Linked DNA regions of Mus musculus: all the other regions are linked to region 2. Evidence: chromatin contacts called from public HiChIP or PLAC-seq and promoter capture Hi-C data. All regions are on one chromosome and are shown on one strand. Each heading gives the region's core, a stretch centred on a gene start, on an enhancer-like site or on the middle of the called end of the contact. The rest is flanking DNA. Distances are from core to core; before and after follow the strand shown.

Region 1 (3,613 bases), core at 365-2,864, 130 kb before region 2:
TTCACTGTGCTGTGGTTGCCTCCCATGCTGGCCTTTTCGCCGATGCTCTTGGCCAAAGCTGACAGCAACACACAGGGATCCTGGGAGCCAGAAGAACATCCCAAATAATGCCATTTAATTCCTTTTATTTACAAATGAGGGAGAGATGTCTCAAAACCCCAATAGCATCTAGAAACAGAACAGAGTGCTGAGTCGGCCCCATCCTGGCCAGCCAGCTTGGAGTGAAGTGTTAGAGCCCTGACTTCCTCTGCAGAGCTGCTCCCTGTGTGGTATCTCATCTCATGGCTCTCTCTGGTCCCCCTGAGGGCTGACGCTGGACTAGCTGCTCTTCTGATGTTCCAGCCTGACCCCATCTGGCTGCCTAGAGGCAAAGACCATGGCTCAGGGTAGACCTTTACCCTCACCCCCAGAGCCAGTGAAAGGCTCTCATTAGGACCTCTGAGGCCAGGCCAGCAGTAGGCTCTTCCTGCCCTCAGGGAGAGCTCACTGCAGTAAAAGCCATTTGTCCTTGTCTTCTAGAATTTTGATTTTCCCTTATACGGGAACAAAACCAAGACTAGAACATTGAACAGGAGAAGGGCTGAGACATAGTTTCAGCCAACAAATGCTTGCCTGGACGACATGGTAGATTCCTGGGGTTCACTGGCCAGTCAGCTGAGCCTAACTAGTGAGATCAGGTCCCAGTGAACACTCCCATCTCAAAATCAAGGCAGAGGCTGAGGGGATGGCTCAGTGCACAGAGGTGTTGTACTGGCCTGACTACCGAGTGTGGACTCAGAGGCCACTCCTGAAGCGGGGTGGGGAATGGAGGTATCTCAGGGTAAAGAAGAGAGACAAGACGGGAGACAAGGATGGACATCTGAAGTCCTCTGACCTCACACTTATATGCATGCTCTCACACACATTCAAATACACATACACACACAACAAACAAACAAACAAACAACCCAAGATTAACGGCTTCTGAGGAACAACACCTGAAGTTGACTTCTGGACGCCACACAAATGCTCACTCTCACACACAAACATTTGTGCACACACACACACACACACACACACACACACACACACACACACTGTGGAAGGGTGAGGGTCAGGGAACAGGAAATGAGGCTCTCATCCAGCAGTCTCTCCCTGTGTGTGTGACTTGGGCAAGCCACTTGCCCTTGCCCAGCCTCTGCTTGCCCTTGTGTAAAACTAAATAGTGACACAAGTTTGTAGCAAACATCTGTTATAGGCACGTTCTCTTTAACAACTGCATAAGCAAGACATTTTTATCCCACTTTAGACAAAGACATTGAGGCAGAGAGGTTAGAGAGCTTGTCCAAGATCATACCATTTTTTTTGTTTTGTTTTGTTTGTTTATTTGTTTTTAGTTTAAGACTTACAATGCCCAACCTTCTAAAGTCCCTTTCAGTGCTGATAATTCAGTGATTCCAGACACAGTAGTAACCAGTACTTTAGTACTGATTTAGTTGGTAGCTCCCAGCTTTGGGCTGCTGAAAGGCTTGGCGACAGAGAGCAACAAAGAGTGAGGGATAATCACATTGGTGTGAAGTCTATGCACGACACGGAGCCAGGATGCAAAATACTGGCTCTCTAGAACATTCCACTACCACAGAAGGCACATAGCCCTCTTTAGGGTTGCTTTGTGAGAACTATGGTTGACCATCGCCACCTGGCGGACACATGTGGAACTGCATGGTGGAATTAATTCTTAGGGAGGATGGAGAAATCTTGACTATAACTTGGATATAACTTGGATACTGTCTATATTGTGTGTCAGGCATTAGCACGTGCAGGTACCAGGCCTGACCCCCAGTACAGAGAATCAGGACCTCAAAGACATTGGAGGTCTGTGTTTTTAGACCCAAGCCACAGCCAGAGAACCCCACGGATAGAACAGAAGGGTACTGGAATTTTGCTCAGCGCTCCCTAGTACCACCCATCTAAACTACTAGGCCTTTCCAGACAGATGACAGAACACATTCTTCAGGAATTATTTATGAAAGAAATCTGGGTACCAACAACATGGTTCTTACTGCTGACCTGCATTCGATACCCAGGACTCTCGTGGAAAGAGAGATGTGGTGCCCACCAAGATGCATATGCACATGGTGAGAATTATTTGGTCTAAAATGGCAGTGCTGAGGAGGAGAGTCCTGCATTGAGGAGCGCCAAGGACTCCATTTTTAGGTGTCCAACCCAGTGAGAGACCAAAGCCCATTTGGAAGAGGGGGCAGTGTGGCAGGAAAGTGGGCTGAGATCCAAGTAGACAAGGGATACATCTCAGCGCCACCTAGGTCACACAAATTCTTTGGACTTTAGTTCCCAGCTCTGCAAAGTGGGATTCACACACTGCTTCCATTCATTCTCCTAATCCTGTCATTTCTCCCTGAGTCATCCTTTCTCCTGGTTCACCACACTGGTATCTGGTAGGTCTGGTTGTCATGCCATGGCCACCTCCTGGCCTCTCTCACTTTTGCTCCACAACTTCTGAGTAGCAACCACAACACAGTATCTGAGTTGTCCAGTGCCTTCCCCATTCTTGACCTTATCCACTCTTCCCAGTCTTCCAGAAACATCTATGAGCTCTGTGAACGAATGAGTCTGAGTGAGGCTTGGGCTCCAGTCCCAAGTAATCAGACAGGGACATCTGTGTCTGCCAGTGACCACCTCCCAGCTCACAGGGAGTGGTGCTACTAGGAGGTATGGTCTTGTTGGGGTAAGTGTGGCCTTGTTAGATGACATGTGTCACTGTAGGGACAGGCTCTGAGTTCTCTCTCCTATGCTCAAGCTCCAACCAGTGTGGAACTCAGTCCCCCATTTCTGCTGCCTTTGGATCAAGAGGTAGAACTCATGGCTCCTCTAGTACCACGTCTGCCTGCCCGCTGCCATGCTTCCTGTCATGGGGATAATGGACTGAACCTCTGAAACTGTAAGCCAGCCCCAGTTAAATGTGTTCCTTTATAAGAGTTATCTTGGTCATGGTGTCTCTTCACAGCAATGAAACCCTAACTAAGACAGAAAGCTACACCTCGAATCCAAATGCCTGCCTGAGTCTGGTGTCAGAGCCCACCTTCGCTTGGAATCAGCCCTCCTGTGGCCTCTCCCACATTCCCTACTTGCATTCTTTCATAACACTCCCAAACCCTGTTTCAGAGCTCATTCCCTTAACCTTGCCTTCCTCCTCTTCCAGGAAGCCTCTCTGGGCTTCTGTAGGTAGCCTCTCCCTGCCTCCCTTCCTGTCTTTATTCTTCACTCACCCCTCTCTGGGTAGGGATGGAGTAAGTCAGTGCTGCTATCTCTCCATGTAGCTCCATTGTGAGCAGAATGAGAGTGGTCAACTAGCCTCCTGCCTCCTGCCTCCTGCCTCCTGCCTCCTGCCTCCTGCCTCCTGCCTCCTGCCTCCTGCCTCCTGCCTCCTGCCTCCTGCCTCCTGCCTCCTGCCTCCTGCCTCCTGCCTCCTGCCTCCTGCCTCCTGCCTCCTGCCTCCTGCCTCCCTTGGCACTGAGTGAGAAGACACCATTGGTGGGCATGGTGGCTCAGAGGGTAATGGTGTGCCTGCTTCTAATCCTGATGGCATGCATAGCGGGAACAGAGAACCAAGACC
Region 2 (3,705 bases), core at 740-3,239:
TCCTCTGCTTAACAACCTTGGACTCCATTGGAGAAGAGGTCCCAATGCTCCCTTTGGAGAAATGTCATTGATCATTGATCATCATCTGAGTGTTCAGTCCCAGGCCAGGGCAGGTGTGGCAGCTGTAGCTGCAGCTGCAGTTGGTTCTCTTGCTGGGTCTATAGCTTGAGCCAGAGATAGGGAGGTAGGCTTCTTTGGTCTCTGCCAGACCTGGGAAGCAGAGGAAATATTAACTAGCCAGGGCTCTCCAGAGAAGTGGAGGAACTCCGAGTCAGACAGGCAGCCCCGGACAGGCCTCAACTGGAGCACCCAGTGCTCACTCAGGGACCCACCTGAACCTTCATGGAGACCACATCAGAGATCTTTTCCTAGAACTGCCTGCCTTCCTCCCCCACTTCTCCTGGTCTAGGAACTCACACCCCTCCCTAAACTGGCTCCATCCGCCCCAAGCCGGGATTTGCTTGGGCTTGCCTGTCTTTCCTTGGGCAGGGTGCCTGCAAAACTCCATTACTTAGCTTTTTATTGTAGCTGTTCACCTGACAGGCATTTTGTGCAACTCTTGAGTGCGAGCGAGGCTCAAGGAAGGAGTCCTCCTCTGGGCCCCCGCAGAGATCCCCATAACTATATAGGGATTTCTCTAACAGGGAAGAGAATGAAAGATACCTCACCATATATATGGACTGACCCAGGCTCTCATGAAAAGGGGGGTCCCTAGAGGAGAGCGGCAGCAGGTTCAAACTTTAAAGAACAGTTTGGTAGGTAAAGGGGAGGAGTTTGTGTGGCAGAAAGAGCCCAGTTCAGGTGCCAGGGGGTTAAGGTTTTTGTCCCTTCTCTGACTCCTACAGGCTGGAAGAGATTGCATGCACCTTTTCTTTCTCAGAAGTACTGTTTGGTTAGACAGATGAACTTTGAAAGCAGCCCTGTGGGCCTGTGGGTCCTTGTGACGGCATCTAAAGCAACCCAGATCCCAAGGGAGGTAGTCTTTCTCACACTTGCTTGGCGCCCAGCACCATGTCTGACACAGCAGATATTTACTGAAGGCAGTGATGCTCGAATGACAAACACTAAGATCAACCTCTTGGACAAAATTGGAACCCATCCTGTCTTTTGATCACCAAGTCACTTGGGATTTCTGCTTCCTATCATAAGGAGTAAGATGGCAGCGAGAGAGACATCCTTGAGCCTCTTGTTGGCAAAGCCTCGAATGAATGATAAAGCGGGTCACAGAATAAGCAACTCTACAGATCACAGACCCGTGAGAAAGCCGGTTTGAGCCAGTTTACATTTACTGAGCACCAACTGTGCCTCCATTTGTTTTCAAGTAGCTCGGGGTCTCAGAGGGCTGCACAGAAGACCTTGGTGGCTTTGAAACGCTAATGCCCCTCAGTGACAAGCTGAGTTACCTCAGGTGAGGAGGCCATGGTGTCTTTCTTAGCTTTCTTCCATTTTCATTTGTAAAGTAAAATGGAAACCGCTCCGCAGCACCACGTTATGGGAAGGAAATTAGCACGTGGAGGCAGAGCGCTTCATAAATGCTAGTTATTATGGTTCCTCTGGGCGCACAAGTCCGTTTGCCTCCCCCTCCCCCCAGGGCACACAGACGTGTTCACACTCCCACGTAAGTATAGATGCACAGAGGCGTGAGCTAACGCCAGCGGAAGGAGCTCAGGGGTCCTTAGACCCAAAACCCAGGTTGGAACCCGTGGAGAAGCTGCCGGGTCTTCAGCTTCCGTCTTTTTTTCTCAATTCTTTATGAATGAACTAAAGCCGAAAGGAGTTTATTTTTTTATGAATGGAAGTCCAAAAAGTGAATGAAGCCAGGAGCCAGCCCCTACTTTCTGATTGGTCTTCGTGGCTGGGAAACTCCTCCCTCAAGCTCAGCTAGCCGAGTCTGAGGATTGGCGGGCGTGCCCGGCCCTGGGGTTTCATTCACAAAAGTCAATGAAACAAAGGGAACCGGTGGGGAGGGGCGGGGGAAGAGCGAGAACGGAGGCCAAGGCAAAGGAAATGCACCAATCAGCTGCTCCCCCGGGCTCACAACTGTCTGCTGCGCCCGGAAAACAAGCCGGGGCTCTGGGGACCCGGGGCTCAGGCCGCCTCGCTCCGGCCTAGCCCCGCCACCTTAGTTGTGTCATCCCCCGGGCATGCTGAGCATCCCCCCGCGGCTCCGGCACAGACGCCCGGACCTCAGGTGAAGCTGCGGAAGGGGAAGGAAGGGAGAGTGTCTGTGATTTCCCCGCTTCATCTCCCACACACCACACTCTCTCTGTTCGGCGCCCGCTTCCGCACATTCCGGGGCGGGGGTGGGAGGCGTCGGGATTCGAGGCTGGAGGGGGCGCCTGAGTTATGGGCGTGCGAATGGTGTGCGCCGCGCGCGCGCGCCCACATACACACACACACACTCACACACGCGCGCACACACACACGCACACACACGTCTTATGTAACCCAGTTCGGGCTGAGCAGGGCTGCAGAAAGCAGACACACCAACCCCAGCTCAAGGGAGCAGGTGGGACCTCCTTTGGCGGGAGAGGAGTGGCGGTGGAGGCGCTCGGCCGCGCAGGTCCCAGCGAGTCGGAGAAGTTTCGCTGTCCGATCCAAAGCCTCGCGATCGCCCCCTCCCCCCCGCAGCGCTCCCGGGACCGTGTGCGAACTGCCTCCCCCCTCCCAGGTCTCTGCCTCCGCGCGGGGGCCCGGCCCTGTGGCCGGAGGGAGCGGCCGGATGGAGCGGAGGATGAAAGGCGGATACTTGGACCAGCGAGTGCCCTACACCTTCTGCAGCGTGAGCGCCGCGCCGGCCTCCACGCCCGCCCCCGCCCCGCACCCCGCCCCTACTCGCCCCGCAGCCCCCTCCCGGGGGGTCTCAGTGGGTCCAGGACCGCCTGGCCCCTGAGCCACCCCGGGACCCCACCCCCAACCCCAAGCTAGACTCCTCAGGGTGATTCGGGGGCATTCTTCCCCCCTCCTTCCAGCAGAAATCTCCCGGAAATGGGAGCTTGGGCGAAGCGCTGATGGTCCCGCAGGGAAAGCTCATGGACCCGGGCTCCCTGCCGCCTTCCGACTCAGAAGGTAAAGAAACAGACAAACTGCGACCCCTCTGCTTAATCCACGTACATCCATCCCAAAGCCTTATCCTGGACTTCCCCAACCCACGTTTCCCCAAAAGTCAAACCACTCATTCTTCTCCGTCCCTTATCACCAGTGGGGAGGCTGTAACCCGGGCTCGCCAGGTCTCTTCCCCATATTATCGCCACCTCTTCACCAATCCAATATTCACCCATCAGATCTCTTCCAGGACCTCAGTCACTTCCAAGAGACGTGGCTCGCAGAAGGTGAGTAGTTTTGTTTCCTTCCTAAAATTAGAAGTGGGACATGGGGGGCGGGGGGTTCTTGTCTGTCTCAAGGAGTCCTTCAACCCCATCTCTCCAGTCCCTAACCATGTCACTCTCCCCGGTGCCCAGTGTGGACACATATCGATATTTATTTTCTCGCCCGGAGCCAGGCTTGTATAACTAGGCCTGGGGATGAATCAGACTATTGTGTGGGGTATTTGCTTATTTGAATGGATTTTGGCCCAAGGCCCGTTTTTTTTTTTTTTTTTTTTTCCTAGTTGAAAATTTCATTTGCAGAGTTTGTCTGGCAGGAGGCTCCTGGCCTAGGTGTAGTGTTGGGGTGTTGAGGTATTGAAAGAGAGCAATGAGAAAC
Region 3 (3,774 bases), core at 251-2,750, 180 kb before region 2:
CATACCACAGCGGGCTAGGCGGACCACAGCCTCCTTCCCAGTCTTCCTCCAGGGCTGGGGAGTCCTCCAACCTTCTGTCTCAGTGCAGCTTCCGCCAGCCCCTCCTCCTTTTGCACCTCAGGTGTGAACCCTCCCTCCTCTCCTTCTCCCTGTGGCATGGCCCTCCTGCTACTGCAGGCTGAGCATTGGATTTCTTTGTGCTTAGATAGACCTGAGATGGCTTTCTGATTTATATATATATATCCATCCCTTGGATCTTACATCTAGGACCCAGAGCTGTTTGTGATACCATAAGAGGCTGGGGAGATGATATGGTAAGAGTGCTTGCTGTACAAGCATGAAGACATGAGTTCGAATCCCCAGCAACCATGTGGAAAAATAACCTTCTAACCTCAGAGTTGAGGGGAAAGGCAGGTGGATTCTGGGGGCTTACTGGCCAGCTAGCCAGCCTAACCTAAATGTCTCAGTCAGAGATCCTGTCTCAGGGAATAACTTGGGAGAATGACTGAGAAAGACACCTCCTCAGGTCTCCCATGCACCCACACAGACACACGGGGGGGGGGGTAATGTAATAAGCTAAGAAATAATGAGGGAAATGATTTTTTGCTAAGAAATGAAATTCTGTGTTGGCCGCAAGAAGCCTGGCCAGGGAAGGAACTGCCTTTGGCACACCAGCCTATAAGTCACCATGAGTTCCCTGGCTAAGAATCACATGTAATGGAGCCCAGGTCCCTCTTGCCTGGTGGTTGCCTCTCCCACTGGTTTTGAAGAGAAATTCAAGAGAGATCTCCTTGGTCAGAATTGTAGGTGCTGAGCAATGTGGAGCTGGGGTCAATGGGATTCCTTTAAAGGCATCCTTCCCAGGGCTGGGTCATACTTCAATAGTAGGGTGCTTGCACAGCAAGCGTGAGACCCTAGGTTAGAGTCCCCAGAATCTGCCCCCAACCCCCCAAAAAGGCATCCTTCTGCCTCTGGGTGGGTGGGGGGAGCAAACACCTTTAACTAAGACCATTAGCTGGCAGGGGTAACAAATGACCTTGGCTAGAGGAATTTGGTCAAGCTGGATTCCGCCTTCTGTAGAAGCCCCACTTGTTTCCTTTGTTAAGCTGGCCCACAGTTTGTTTTGAGAATGCCTGAGGGGCCCAGGGAGCCAGACAATTAAAAGCCAAGCTCATTTTGATATCTGAAAACCACAGCCTGACTGCCCTGCCCGTGGGAGGTACTGGGAGAGCTGGCTGTGTCCCTGCCTCACCAACGCCCCCCCCCCCAACACACACTCCTCGGGTCACCTGGGAGGTGCCAGCAGCAATTTGGAAGTTTACTGAGCTTGAGAAGTCTTGGGAGGGCTGACGCTAAGCACACCCCTTCTCCACCCCCCCCACCCCACCCCCGTGAGGAGGAGGGTGAGGAAACATGGGACCAGCCCTGCTCCAGCCCGTCCTTATTGGCTGGCATGAGGCAGAGGGGGCTTTAAAAAGGCAACCGTATCTAGGCTGGACACTGGAGCCTGTGCTACCGAGTGCCCTCCTCCACCTGGCAGCATGCAGCCCTCACTAGCCCCGTGCCTCATCTGCCTACTTGTGCACGCTGCCTTCTGTGCTGTGGAGGGCCAGGGGTGGCAAGCCTTCAGGAATGATGCCACAGAGGTCATCCCAGGGCTTGGAGAGTACCCCGAGCCTCCTCCTGAGAACAACCAGACCATGAACCGGGCGGAGAATGGAGGCAGACCTCCCCACCATCCCTATGACGCCAAAGGTACGGGATGAAGAAGCACATTAGTGGGGGGGGGGGTCCTGGGAGGTGACTGGGGTGGTTTTAGCATCTTCTTCAGAGGTTTGTGTGGGTGGCTAGCCTCTGCTACATCAGGGCAGGGACACATTTGCCTGGAAGAATACTAGCACAGCATTAGAACCTGGAGGGCAGCATTGGGGGGCTGGTAGAGAGCACCCAAGGCAGGGTGGAGGCTGAGGTCAGCCGAAGCTGGCATTAACACGGGCATGGGCTTGTATGATGGTCCAGAGAATCTCCTCCTAAGGATGAGGACACAGGTCAGATCTAGCTGCTGACCAGTGGGGAAGTGATATGGTGAGGCTGGATGCCAGATGCCATCCATGGCTGTACTATATCCCACATGACCACCACATGAGGTAAAGAAGGCCCCAGCTTGAAGATGGAGAAACCGAGAGGCTCCTGAGATAAAGTCACCTGGGAGTAAGAAGAGCTGAGACTGGAAGCTGGTTTGATCCAGATGCAAGGCAACCCTAGATTGGGTTTGGGTGGGAACCTGAAGCCAGGAGGAATCCCTTTAGTTCCCCCTTGCCCAGGGTCTGCTCAATGAGCCCAGAGGGTTAGCATTAAAAGAACAGGGTTTGTAGGTGGCATGTGACATGAGGGGCAGCTGAGTGAAATGTCCCCTGTATGAGCACAGGTGGCACCACTTGCCCTGAGCTTGCACCCTGACCCCAGCTTTGCCTCATTCCTGAGGACAGCAGAAACTGTGGAGGCAGAGCCAGCACAGAGAGATGCCTGGGGTGGGGGTGGGGGTATCACGCACGGAACTAGCAGCAATGAATGGGGTGGGGTGGCAGCTGGAGGGACACTCCAGAGAAATGACCTTGCTGGTCACCATTTGTGTGGGAGGAGAGCTCATTTTCCAGCTTGCCACCACATGCTGTCCCTCCTGTCTCCTAGCCAGTAAGGGATGTGGAGGAAAGGGCCACCCCAAAGGAGCATGCAATGCAGTCACGTTTTTGCAGAGGAAGTGCTTGACCTAAGGGCACTATTCTTGGAAAGCCCCAAAACTAGTCCTTCCCTGGGCAAACAGGCCTCCCCCACATACCACCTCTGCAGGGGTGAGTAAATTAAGCCAGCCACAGAAGGGTGGCAAGGCCTACACCTCCCCCCTGTTGTGCCCCCCCCCCCCCCGTGAAGGTGCATCCTGGCCTCTGCCCCTCTGGCTTTGGTACTGGGATTTTTTTTTTCCTTTTATGTCATATTGATCCTGACACCATGGAACTTTTGGAGGTAGACAGGACCCACACATGGATTAGTTAAAAGCCTCCCATCCATCTAAGCTCATGGTAGGAGATAGAGCATGTCCAAGAGAGGAGGGCAGGCATCAGACCTAGAAGATATGGCTGGGCATCCAACCCAATCTCCTTCCCCGGAGAACAGACTCTAAGTCAGATCCAGCCACCCTTGAGTAACCAGCTCAAGGTACACAGAACAAGAGAGTCTGGTATACAGCAGGTGCTAAACAAATGCTTGTGGTAGCAAAAGCTATAGGTTTTGGGTCAGAACTCCGACCCAAGTCGCGAGTGAAGAGCGAAAGGCCCTCTACTCGCCACCGCCCCGCCCCCACCTGGGGTCCTATAACAGATCACTTTCACCCTTGCGGGAGCCAGAGAGCCCTGGCATCCTAGGTAGCCCCCCCCGCCCCCCCCCCGCAAGCAGCCCAGCCCTGCCTTTGGGGCAAGTTCTTTTCTCAGCCTGGACCTGTGATAATGAGGGGGTTGGACGCGCCGCCTTTGGTCGCTTTCAAGTCTAATGAATTCTTATCCCTACCACCTGCCCTTCTACCCCGCTCCTCCACAGCAGCTGTCCTGATTTATTACCTTCAATTAACCTCCACTCCTTTCTCCATCTCCTGGGATACCGCCCCTGTCCCAGTGGCTGGTAAAGGAGCTTAGGAAGGACCAGAGCCAGGTGTGGCTAGAGGCTACCAGGCAGGGCTGGGGATGAGGAGCTAAACTGGAAGAGTGTTTGGTTAGTAGG
Region 4 (3,797 bases), core at 1,047-3,546, 240 kb before region 2:
TTAGTTATGTGTGTGTGCATGCAGATGCAAGTGCAGGCATCTGCTGAGGCCTCAGATCCCCCTGGAGTTGGAGTTACAGGCTGTTCAGTGGTCTGACATGGTTCTGGGGACAGAACCCTGGTCCTCTGCAAGACAAGCAAGCGCTCTTAACCACTAAGCCGTCTCTCCAGCCCCACAGTTGAGACATTTATGTAGTTGTTTTAAAATCTTTTCTAATAAATCTATGCGTACACCAGTATTTAAATATGTTTCCTTCTAGGAGTTGTATTAATTTAATTAGGTTTATAGTATCTCTTAAAAATTCAATTTTGTCCTGGGTGTGGTGGCGCACGCCTTTAATCCCAGCACTCGGGAGGCAGAGACAGGCGGATTTCTGAGTTCAAGGCCAGCCTGGTCTACAAATTGAGTTTCAGGACAGCCAGGGCTACACAGAGAAACCCTGTCTCAGAAAACCAAAAAAAAAAAAAAAAAAAAAAAAAAAAATTCAATTTTGTATATTGTGTGAAGTAGAGACTGAGTCCCCCACCACCACCACCACACACACACCATGTACAAAACCATTGTTTGAACACCCTCTGTTGTTGCTCTAGTAAAGAAAACATCATCTGGCTTTTCAAAATTTTCAAAGCTTAAGCACCACCAGAAAAAGCACGTCTGTGTCAGGTATGGTGGCACGTGCCTGTGATCCCAGAGGTCAGAAGGCAGAGGCAGGTGGATTCTGTGAGTTCCTGGCCAGCCTGGTCTACAGAGTAAGATCCTGTTTCAAGGCCAAAAATAAAAATAAAAACAAACAAAAAACCGTGCACTGGCTGCTTTTGTGTGCCAACTTGACACAAGCTAGAGTCAGCAGAGAGAAAGGAGCCTCCGCTGAGGAAATGCCTCCATGAGATCTTGCTGTAAGGATCTCAGTTAGTGATCAAGTGGGGAGGGCCCTGACCGTTGTGTGTGGTGGCATCCTTGGCCTGGTGGTCCTGGGTTCTACAAGAAAGCAGACTGAGAAAGCCACGGGAAACAAGCCAATAAGCAGCACCCCTCCATGGCCTCTGCATCATCTCCTGCCTCCAGGTTCTATCCCTGCTTGAGTTCCTGTCCTGACTTCCTCCTGTGATGGAAGTGTAAACCAGGTAAACCCTTCCCTCCCCAACTTGCCTTTTGGTCATGGTGTTTCAACGCAGCAGTAGAAAACCTAACCAAGACCATTTCTTAGTTTTTCTCTGCTCTAAATGGGGCCTGCTGTCTGTCTACCCATATCACGTCACTGGGGCCTGTCATAAATGTAGACTGATACTACTTGCCCCACAAGCCTCAGGTGACTCATAGACACAATTTGGAGCAGCTTGAGGGACGAAGGGAAATTTCTTGGTGACATTTGCTGCCCTCTTACAGCCTGCCTGTTCACTGCAAGCTGCAAAGACTGTCGACTGCCTACCTCTCTGGGACATGTGCCTCCTAACCGGCTTAGAATGCGCTGTTCTTTGATGCTGTTATTTGAAGGGAGGGGACACACCCACCAGACCACGTCTCATCCTCTAAGACCCCTACACCACACCACTGCTCACTCACACAGTGGTACCTTTCTACTGCTTCCTGCATACACATCAGTTTCTTTAACTGAAGCGAGGAAATAATTTTGGCTCTCTATCTGAGGCTAATAATCGGTAATCCTAGGAGTATATGGGGATAGAGGGAGCACAATAGAAACCAGCTATTTCGGAGCCACCGCACCTCCTCCCCCAGCCCCCGCCCCAGTAAAGCCTGGGACACTAGAGTCTTTTTTCTTTTCTTTTTTTTTTCTTTCTTTCTTTCTTTTTTCTTTTTTTTCTCTTATTCAGCCCTACCTCCTCCCACCCAGGCAGGCAGCATCCAGCTGCCTTCTTCCCAGGCGTACTTCTCCTCCCTCGCGCCTCCCCGTCCCCAGGGCAGCGTGCACCGATAAATCTTTCGCAGCACGTAGCATTGTTGCCACGGGTTGGCCGGGCTGCTGCCCGCTGCACACCCCTCTCCCGCCCCCCTCCCCCGCCCCCCGCCCCCTGCTCGGCTTGCTAATGACCCAGCACAGCCTCTCTTCCTCGTTTGGCTTTGAAGCTCCAGCCCCTGGCACAGTGCCTGGCACTTGCGGGGCTCTCAATCAATGTTTGCAAAATCGGATTCTCGGCGGAGCAGGTGTCCACCGGGAGCCGGGGGCGCTGGGCGGGGCCTGCGAGGGGGGCCTGCGGGGCCGCGCTCCACCCCTCCGGGCCCGCGCTGCGCCCCCGCCCGTGCGCGCTGCCCCGACCCCGCGCGCCGCGACAGGGAGGGGCCGGCGGAGGCGGAGCCAGTAGCAGCGGAGGCTGGTGGCTCCCGCGCGGCTCCGGGTCACCGATCCCAGATCCTGGCGCGACGAGGTAAGAAGCAGCGCGTGGCACACAAGGGACCTGGTGCGCGGCGGGGAGGGGAGGGGGAGCGGAGACCCGCCCCTCGGGTGCACCACTGCCTTGCGGCCCACCCTCCCCGGCGGGGCTCCGTTCCCAGCCCGCGGTCCCCTTCACTGCTCGGCGTCCGCGCATCCCGTGCGCCCCGCTCATTCCCGCCGCTCTGCATCCCATCTCCCCCCACCTCGGGGGTTTGCTCCCCCCCCCCCAGCTCCTCTGGGAAACCGGCTGGAGCCGGGAGTGTGTGTTTGTGTGGGGAAGTCGGGGGCAGTCGGGGGCCGCAGCTGGAAGCCGCCGAGGGGTGAGCCCGGCGTGGGGGCGGGGGTCGGGTACCATTCTTCTGCCTTCGATGTGACTGGTGCTCCACGCAGCGGGCTGGCTCCATGTCTGTCGAATGAATGAATCATGAGTCCTTGTCCCTCTCTGAAGGAGGACTTTTTTGAGGTCCACGTGCTACAGAGCACCTGGGGAGGGGAGCTCTTGAGATAGGGTACCTGCTTCCGGTAGAACAGAAACTCCGCTCTCACTTCTTCTGTCTTCAGACTGGAGGCTCTCTTTGGGTTGGGGGCTGGAGGTGGGGTCGGCGGTGGGAGCTCTTGCAGGCCTTAACCAGGTACTTGTTGAAGGGATATTGAGACTTGAGCAAGCACTCTTGGAAGGTACCAGCAATAGAGAGGACAGAGCTTGTGGTCGAGAGCATACCGCACAAGCAGGGGGACTTTAGGCCAAGGTCAGTCTGGAAGAAGTGATCTGAGTACCTATTCTGGTTCAAAAGTTATTTAGGGATGCCCAGTCTCTGTTTCCTAATCAGTAAAATGGGTGCATTGGTGTTCATCCTTTAAGGCTTTCTGCATAGTCAGAAAAGAGCAGCATCTTTAGTGTATTGGGGGCGCCCAAGAAGTCTTGCTCCCTGCCCAACCTCCTCCCCAAAAAGTGACTGTTTCTCCCCCCCACCCCCCATCTTATTTCTTCTGTCCTCACAGAGGTCATAAGCAGATCCTGGTGATGTGTGTTCATTACTGAGAGATTCCTCTCCCACCCACACAAACTGTAGGGACAGCTGGGGACCTGCTGGGCACAGGCATGCCAGTACTGTCTGAAGACTCGGGTGAGTGTCCTTAACCTGGGCTGCAGCTTCGGGGGGCCTCCCAGGATTGGAGAAAACCAAACCATAAGCAGGACCAGTGCTGTAGCAGCTGCCTCTGACCGATCTGTTGCCCGGCAGGCCTGAGCCTGCAGGGTGAACGGTGTCAAGGCAGGATGGGAGTGTTGTCTGCGAGACTTTTCAAGGACAGGAAGTGCCACTGTTACTGGACCTTGTTTCTCTGGCTCTTCCTCAGGTTTGCATGAGACCCTGGCACTGCTCACCTCTCAGCTCAGGCCTGA

What was found. HiChIP or PLAC-seq counts read pairs in DNA pulled down with a chosen protein or histone mark. Capture Hi-C pulls out chosen DNA fragments and counts their contacts.
Region 1: an H3K4me3 HiChIP or PLAC-seq map of bone marrow-derived macrophages shows a contact between it and region 2, with 5 times the contacts expected there. The contact joins the enhancer-like site here to the promoter of Etv4 in region 2. A contact is called at or near these places in 21 of 39 promoter capture datasets (the 3T3-L1 cell line, 3T3-L1-derived adipocytes, the HPC-7 cell line and 11 more), 5 of 484 Hi-C or Micro-C datasets (bone marrow-derived macrophages, common lymphoid progenitors, embryonic fibroblasts and 2 more), 27 of 115 datasets of contacts at active chromatin or transcription factors (the 230-238 cell line, bone marrow-derived macrophages, craniofacial prominence and 14 more) and 3 of 9 other capture datasets (adipose tissue, liver and macrophages).
Region 3: a contact with region 2 is called in an RNA polymerase II HiChIP or PLAC-seq map of embryonic stem cells, with 22 read pairs. The contact joins the promoter of Sost here to the promoter of Etv4 in region 2. A contact is called at or near these places in 9 of 39 promoter capture datasets (3T3-L1-derived adipocytes, the HPC-7 cell line, cranial neural crest and 5 more), 2 of 15 datasets of contacts at CTCF or cohesin (the NIH/3T3 cell line and large pre-B cells), 1 of 484 Hi-C or Micro-C datasets (nephron progenitors), 21 of 115 datasets of contacts at active chromatin or transcription factors (the 230-238 cell line, bone marrow-derived macrophages, craniofacial prominence and 11 more) and 4 of 9 other capture datasets (adipose tissue, liver, macrophages and 1 more).
Region 4: a promoter capture Hi-C map of adipose tissue shows a contact between it and region 2. The contact joins the promoter of Mpp3 here to the promoter of Etv4 in region 2. A contact is called at or near these places in 2 of 484 Hi-C or Micro-C datasets (cortical neurons and embryonic stem cells), 2 of 115 datasets of contacts at active chromatin or transcription factors (embryonic stem cells and pancreatic cancer cells) and 1 of 9 other capture datasets (adipose tissue).

The regions. Positions count from the first base shown.
Region 1 is chr11:101,917,887-101,921,499 of GRCm38.p6, reverse strand. No RefSeq gene overlaps it. Among named protein-coding and RNA genes, the nearest start is that of Gm33662, 18 kb to the left of the region's middle. Within about 2 kb of position 1,614, at least 28 of the 459 cell types and tissues checked have an H3K27ac peak or open chromatin away from gene starts, as enhancers often do. A contact at or near this core is called in bone marrow-derived macrophages, embryonic limb bud and trophoblast stem cells, where this site is marked.
Region 2 is chr11:101,783,594-101,787,298 of GRCm38.p6, reverse strand. Etv4 (ets variant 4) reads left to right here and starts at 1,989. Exons shown (of 13, transcript NM_001316365.1): 1 at 1,989-2,191; 2 at 2,672-2,782; 3 at 2,976-3,069; 4 at 3,285-3,332. The coding sequence starts at 2,723. Gm39392 (a long non-coding RNA gene) reads right to left here and starts at 1,978. Exons shown (of 3, transcript XR_880221.3): 1 at 1-1,978.
Region 3 is chr11:101,964,741-101,968,514 of GRCm38.p6, reverse strand. Sost (sclerostin) reads left to right here and starts at 1,500. Exons shown (of 2, transcript NM_024449.6): 1 at 1,500-1,755. The coding sequence starts at 1,542.
Region 4 is chr11:102,025,454-102,029,250 of GRCm38.p6, reverse strand. It overlaps Mpp3 (membrane protein, palmitoylated 3 (MAGUK p55 subfamily member 3)), which reads left to right and starts at 2,296. Exons shown (of 19, transcript NM_007863.2): 1 at 2,296-2,384; 2 at 3,395-3,519; 3 at 3,752-3,797. The coding sequence starts at 3,495.